2 separate regions of the Mus musculus genome follow, and region 1 is linked to region 2. Evidence: chromatin contacts called from public HiChIP or PLAC-seq data. All regions are on one chromosome and are shown on one strand. Each heading gives the region's core, a stretch centred on a gene start, on an enhancer-like site or on the middle of the called end of the contact. The rest is flanking DNA. Distances are from core to core; before and after follow the strand shown.

Evidence for each region. HiChIP or PLAC-seq counts read pairs in DNA pulled down with a chosen protein or histone mark.
Region 1: an H3K27ac HiChIP or PLAC-seq map of regulatory T cells shows a contact between it and region 2, with 3 times the contacts expected there. The contact joins two enhancer-like sites. A contact is called at or near these places in 5 of 39 promoter capture datasets (the C10 cell line, cranial neural crest, hippocampal neurons and 2 more), 1 of 15 datasets of contacts at CTCF or cohesin (large pre-B cells), 7 of 484 Hi-C or Micro-C datasets (the AML12 cell line, CD4 T cells, the G1E-ER4 cell line and 3 more), 10 of 115 datasets of contacts at active chromatin or transcription factors (the 230-238 cell line, CD4 single positive thymocytes, bone marrow-derived dendritic cells and 4 more) and 3 of 9 other capture datasets (adipose tissue, liver and pancreatic islet).

What each region holds. Positions count from the first base shown.
Region 1 is chr9:96,436,799-96,439,674 of GRCm38.p6, reverse strand. No RefSeq gene overlaps it. Among named protein-coding and RNA genes, the nearest start is that of Gm51656, 26 kb to the left of the region's middle. Within about 2 kb of position 1,479, at least 283 of the 459 cell types and tissues checked have an H3K27ac peak or open chromatin away from gene starts, as enhancers often do. A contact at or near this core is called in CD4 single positive thymocytes and regulatory T cells, where this site is marked.
Region 2 is chr9:96,339,223-96,342,311 of GRCm38.p6, reverse strand. Atp1b3 (ATPase, Na+/K+ transporting, beta 3 polypeptide) reads left to right here. Exons shown (of 7, transcript NM_007502.5): 4 at 1,926-2,110. Among named protein-coding and RNA genes, the nearest start is that of Atp1b3, 24 kb to the left of the region's middle. Within about 2 kb of position 1,386, at least 7 of the 459 cell types and tissues checked have an H3K27ac peak or open chromatin away from gene starts, as enhancers often do. A contact at or near this core is called in CD4 single positive thymocytes and regulatory T cells, where this site is marked.

The sequences.
Region 1 (2,876 bases), core at 230-2,729, 97 kb before region 2:
TCTTCCTGATGATCACAGTCCTGCAGTGGCACCGGTAGTTTAAACACCTTCTCTAAGCCTGGTCAATAATGCCTATCTGTCTAGTCAGGCTGATGAGATGATTAAGAAACAGGGCAGCCGGATATGGTGGCACACACCTTTAATCCCAGCACTCAGGAGGCAGAGTCAGGTGGATCTCTAGAGTTCAAAGCCAGCCTGCTAGTCTACAGAGCATGTTCCAAGACAGCCAGGACTACACAGAGAAACCCTGTCAAAACAAAACAAAAGCAAAAACAAAAACAAAAAAAAATCATAAAAAGGAAAGAAGGAAAAGGGGAGGGGGCTCAAGTGATAAGTGTATAGCCCCCTCCCAATTTGGGAGTCTGAGACCGGAGAATTACAAGTTCCAGGCCAGCCTGGGCTACTTAGTGAGCTCCTGTTTCAAAAAGAAAGAGAGGGAAGCAGGAGTCATTGGAAGAGTGGATGTCTAGGATGCACAAAGCCTTGGGTTCTATTCCCAGACTGGGTATGGTGGGCACACCTGTGATCCCAGCTCTTAGGGAATAAGACGGGAATACCAAAGTTCAAGTTCATTCTTGGCTACATTTTTAGATTTGAAGCAAGTCTGGACTACCGGAAACAAGGTCTCAAGACAAACAAAAAGAAAAAGCAGTCAATGACAGCCCCATGGCCACAGTTCCCACTGCTCTTTTGGCCAGTGGTCCCTGCAGTTGCATCTCTGAGACCGTGAGCCTCCAGGTCTGAGCTAAGTGAATGCAGTTTGCCTAATGTTCGGGCTGAATCTGGGCACCTACAGTTGTCTTACCTCCTCTCAGCCAGGAAATGCAAGCACGTGGGGTCCCACTTCAGTTTTATTCAGCTGAATTAGAGGCACAGTCAGAAATCTGTAACATCCTCGTGGGATGGGGGTGGGGTGGAGGACTAGAGAGGAGGGAGGGAGAGAGGGGAGGGGCAGTGTTGATCCACAGATCATGAAAACACTGAGGAACGCTCTCGAGTGAAAGCCCAGCTGCCTAGCTAGGCTATGCCACACCCTCTTCTTCAACATAATCAGTCTTAAAGGGTTCTGTTTGGTTTTCTTGTGTCACTGAAGTAATCAAAACCCAGGCATAGTGACAATTGGCTAACACCTGTTGAGGGCCCCCCGTGGGCCAAGATTTGGGAAGGCATCCAAGACACTGTTGGCGCTTTAATCTTCCCTAGGTAGCTTCAGCCTCAGAGGGGTTGAGCAGCTGGCTGGGGGTGTGACTGGCTAGAAACCTCTAGAGCTAGGAACTGAACCAGGACAAACGGATGCCAGGAGAGACACATTCTCCCCCCAGACAATCGAAGTAGTATTACGGACACCCTTTTGTGGACTCTTCGTGGGATTCTATGAAACCACGTCCTCTCAGGATTGTCAAAGAAAACAGGAAGCCCCTCTGGGGAGGCTCACCCCCCTGTTCCCCAAGCCAGGAAGTGGCTGGCAGAAAGAGCGATACGTAGCAAGGGCAGGAGCACCCGGGTTGAGAGCTTGGGGCCGTATCGGGCGGAGCCCTGAGCCAAGTCCCCTGGGGTCCCAGGGCTACATTCCTCTGAGGTCTGCGGAGGCCACTGCTTAAAGGCGCAGAAGTGCAGCTGGGAACGAGAACAAAGCGGCCAGACCCCCCTCGGAGGAAGGAAGGAGCGAGCCCCAGGAAGCAGCTGATAGCGCTAAGCTCAGCTTGTTTTTTCCTCTGCTCAACAGTTCTCCTGCCACGGCAAACAAAAGACGTACGTTCTGATTCCCTTCGGTGTTTGGATTGCGGCCGCAGACTGGATCTGCTTTGTGAAGAGCTGAGGGTAGCTTCTGGCTCGACCTGCCGCTTGATGGCAACGCTGTCCGCCTTGCCTGTCCCCAGCCAGGAGCCCCACGAGGGCATTGCTCTAGATCAAGGGATGAGATGTCGAGATTTCTACCCGTTGACTCGTGACCTTGGCATTGAAGGACCTGCAGCGTAGGCCTTAAAAACTGTTAAGATAGGAACCCTTGTTCCATGGAGATGCCCTGTCCCCGCTATTATCTCAGCCAAGGTCACAGCCCGCTGCTGTGCAGGGCCACACTGGGACTGGTGCCACCTTTATCCCATGGGTCAAGGCAATGGCAATAGATGTCAGGTTCCTGGAGGATCGGGGTCCGAATCCCGGTCTGTCCGCCTTCAAGGTCACCAGTAAGTGACAGGTGGGTCTAAGCAATCCCCTGAGCATGATGAACGCAGAGACTTTGTACTCCCGGGTGTGAGCGGTGAGGGAGTGGGCAGACCTTGTCAGTGTCCTAATCCATAGTCTCAGGACAGGGACAGGCCAAGATGCGACAGCAATGCTGGGCATGGTTTGTTTTGCTCCAGCAGGTGTTGAACGTGTGGCTATGCCAAAGGCCACCAGCAAACCCACACGAAGCAAACACAAAGCTTCCACTGATGGGTCTGTGGGCTGCCGATTCTTGTGGGCTTTACAGTGCGGCAACGGCAGTGCTGGTCACATGGACCGAGAGACTGTTTTGATGCCAGAGACTAATGCTCCGATCCGATCCGTCACCACAGGAGTTAAAGGAGCAGCCAAGAGATCAGCGTGGTTGAACCCCCGCTCTAAGCTGCCTGCCGTTCTCTCCTCCCCTCCCACTCTGAGACTGCAGTTCACATGCCGAAGACAAATGGCATAAAGGGCAGGCAATTAATTTTTTCAGCTGGAGACTGATGGAATGTGGGTGTTTGGCATGCACCTCTGTCTCCAGTCTCCTCAGGGAAATACCTCCCGGAGGGCCCTTCAAATTCCTCATCTGCCCTTTAGGACCAATATGTAATTCAGTCCTGAAAAATCAGTCGGAATGGGTCTTGTGTCCACTATACCAAGAGCCC
Region 2 (3,089 bases), core at 137-2,636:
CACGAGCCATTGCCTTCCTCTGGTGACTCTGATGGTATGGTTGCTGGCCTTTGCTCAAGCCTCTGACCTTTCTCCTTCCCCTATAATTCACCTTCATATAGCACAGTATCTTCCTTCAAACACTAAAAGGAAACTGGGCTGTAGCTGAGTCAGTAGAGTGCTTGCCTAGCATGAGGGCACTGGGGGTTCCACCTCCTTCTCTGCTAAATCTGGCCTGATGCCTCCTTAAAACCTCAGCACTTGGGAAGTGGAGGCAGGAGGATCAAAAGTCCAAATTATTCAAGATCATCTTAGTTAAACAATGAATTCAAGGCCGCCTTGGGCAACATGAGACCCAGTCTTCAAGAATGAATGAATGAAGAAAGGAAGAGAGAGAGAGAGAGAGAGAGAGAGAGAGAGAGAGAGAGAGAGAGAGAGAAGAGATAATAGAAGTCCTTAGTTCATTCATTGCTAGTAAACACCCACACTAGCCACCATGTTGCTGGTCTTGTTTCTTCATGTGAGGCCACTTGCACGTCTGCTCTTTGGCTCTGATCCTTCTCTGTCTCAGAAACATCATCCTTGGTCTACTCCCTTTATTGAATTCTTGTCAACTTAGACACTCTAATTTCTCTCTGTCTTGAGAAAAATCCTCCTGATCTCTCCCACACTGTCTATATCTATCTTCTTAAATCGCTTTGCCTTACTAGTTAATGTGTTTATTAATTAAATAATTTCAAACATTTTATGAACATATTTTCTGTGTTTTAAAAAATATAATGGTAAGAGCCTGCAGTGAAGGCAGTAGTAATTTTTCGCTGTATTCCTTTTAGCTGAGCTGTTGTTTGTCAGGGTTATAGGAGTGTAGTTGGGCCAGGCACTTGCCATCTAGCAATAAACAAATCTGTCTTACAGAACTTTTAGTCTAGTAATACGTTAGGAGGGAGTTGCTGAGGTGAGAAACACAGTAGAGAAAGGGTGGGGGAGGTTTCTCTATTCTGGAACTCACTCTATAGACCAGGCTAGCCTCAGAACTCTGCCTGCCCCTGCCTCTGAGTGCTGGGATTAAAGGTGTGTACCATCACTGCCCTGGCTGGGCTGTTGGTTTTTAAAGGGTGCTCTGAGAATGTCTAAAAGTTGGTGCGTGAGAGGGAGAAGGGCGCTGCATACACTAGAGCAGGCTCCTGGAGGGGGGTACCCATCAGACCTCCTTTCCTTCCTGCCCCTGAATGCCCATAGTGCACTGGCACATGCATTTCTCTCCTTTCTTCCTTTCTGGTTTCTAAACATGTTATTTCTTTGTTGTTTAACTGTATCTTCTAGTCTCCATCTGCCAACACACTGTTTGCAGCTGGCATCTTCTCTGTGCTGCACCAGGAGTCTGTGCCACTTCCTCCATCTCTTTATTCTTCTCTCTGTAGCATAAATGTACTCCTAACATACGTGCAGTCACATGACCACTTTGACTGGTATAAAGTCTTTTAGTGAGTGGATCATCATGGTGGTTTTGGCAACCCTTCTCCTCAGTTCCTAACACAGTTTTTACAAAATGTACATGGTTCAGATTCTGCCCCCTTTATCCTAGCAGCCACTGTAGCTCACACATCCCCTCAGCTTTCAGGTCACTAGAGCCCCTTGTCATACCCTGCAGCATTCAACCCATGCTGTTTTCCCTACTAGACTGAGCTCCACAGGACAGGAGCCATAGGGCACGCTTTTGCTGTTGTCTCTGAGGTTGGGCACATGAAGTGTTTTCAAATAGTTCTGTAGTTGTGGCTTGCGCCGGGTGCTCTTGGAAGCAGGATGCCTCAAAGCTCTGCTACCAAGTTATTCTCATTGCTGTTTTATCTTTGAAAAATACTTGTTTGGTGAATGCTTTGACTTGTTTCTTGCTGGGTTTGGTATCCTTTCTTGGCTGATGTGGTGCACATTTGTTTCCTTTTTAGCATATTCTGTGGAAGAACAGAAGAACCTCACAAGTTGTCCTGATGGAGCGCCTTTTATTCAGCATGGTCCTGACTATAGGGCATGTCAGTTTCCAGTCTCCTTGCTTGAAGAATGTAGTGGTGTGACTGATGCTAATTTTGGCTATTCCAAAGGACAGCCTTGCATCCTTGTGAAAATGAACAGAGTACGTACTTGCTTTCTCTCTGCTGCTGCGTGTCTGACAGGCTGTACATGCGGTGCTGCTGCTTTTCTTTGCTGTGCTTGTGGTGAGGCCTGCCTTAGTGTCATCTCATTGGGGCAACTTAAAAGACTAGCAGTGCTACTTAATGCTATGACAAAAAGATTCATAGTTCAGTGGTAGACTATATATAATCTAAATAATGCTAACGCATATGGTGTGATATGTAATCAAGTACTGGGAATAGAAATAAACCTACATACTAATGAGCACAGTACAGTGTTGTAGTTATAGCCAAAGCTAATGGGATGTTTTAACAAGACATAACTAAGAATTAAGCCCAAAAAAGTAAGCCAGAAGGAATGTGGAACTTGATCTATGCTTTAAAGTGAGCTCATATGTTCATTTTAATGGGGGATGTCTTCAGTTACACTGGCCTGCAAGGTCTGTCCTCACTGTATCTGCTGTAGTTGCTGAAAATGTACTCTAGTCAAAGGGCCACCTTCTGGGTTTATTAGAAATGGGCCTTTACATGATGGGACAGGGATACTATGCTTGCTTTATAGGCAGGCTTTGGGGGTGGAGGGCGGGGGTGGGATAAGCCCGGATGAGGACAGGCCAGCGACAGATTCGACTGGCAGGGTTTTCATCTGTGGGCACCTAGAGCTTTCCACGGGTGGGAGACTAGGGGCTGCTGTACGTACCACTCTGTGGGCTTCAGCTCTCTACCTGTAGGCATCTATAGGTTTAGGCAGCCTGACTTTTGGGGGCCTCTCCTCTGTACATCCTGGAAACCTGGACCCAGAACTGCATCTGGATTCAAAATGTAAAACAACAACAAGAAGAAAAAAAACTTAGAAGACAGGGCCAGTGGTAAGGGACCTGGCCACCGCCGGAGCTGAGTTTGATCCCAGGACCCACGTGCTGGAAGAAGAGCAGTTTGTCTTCCATATTCCACATACCTCCCCCTATGCGCACGCACACG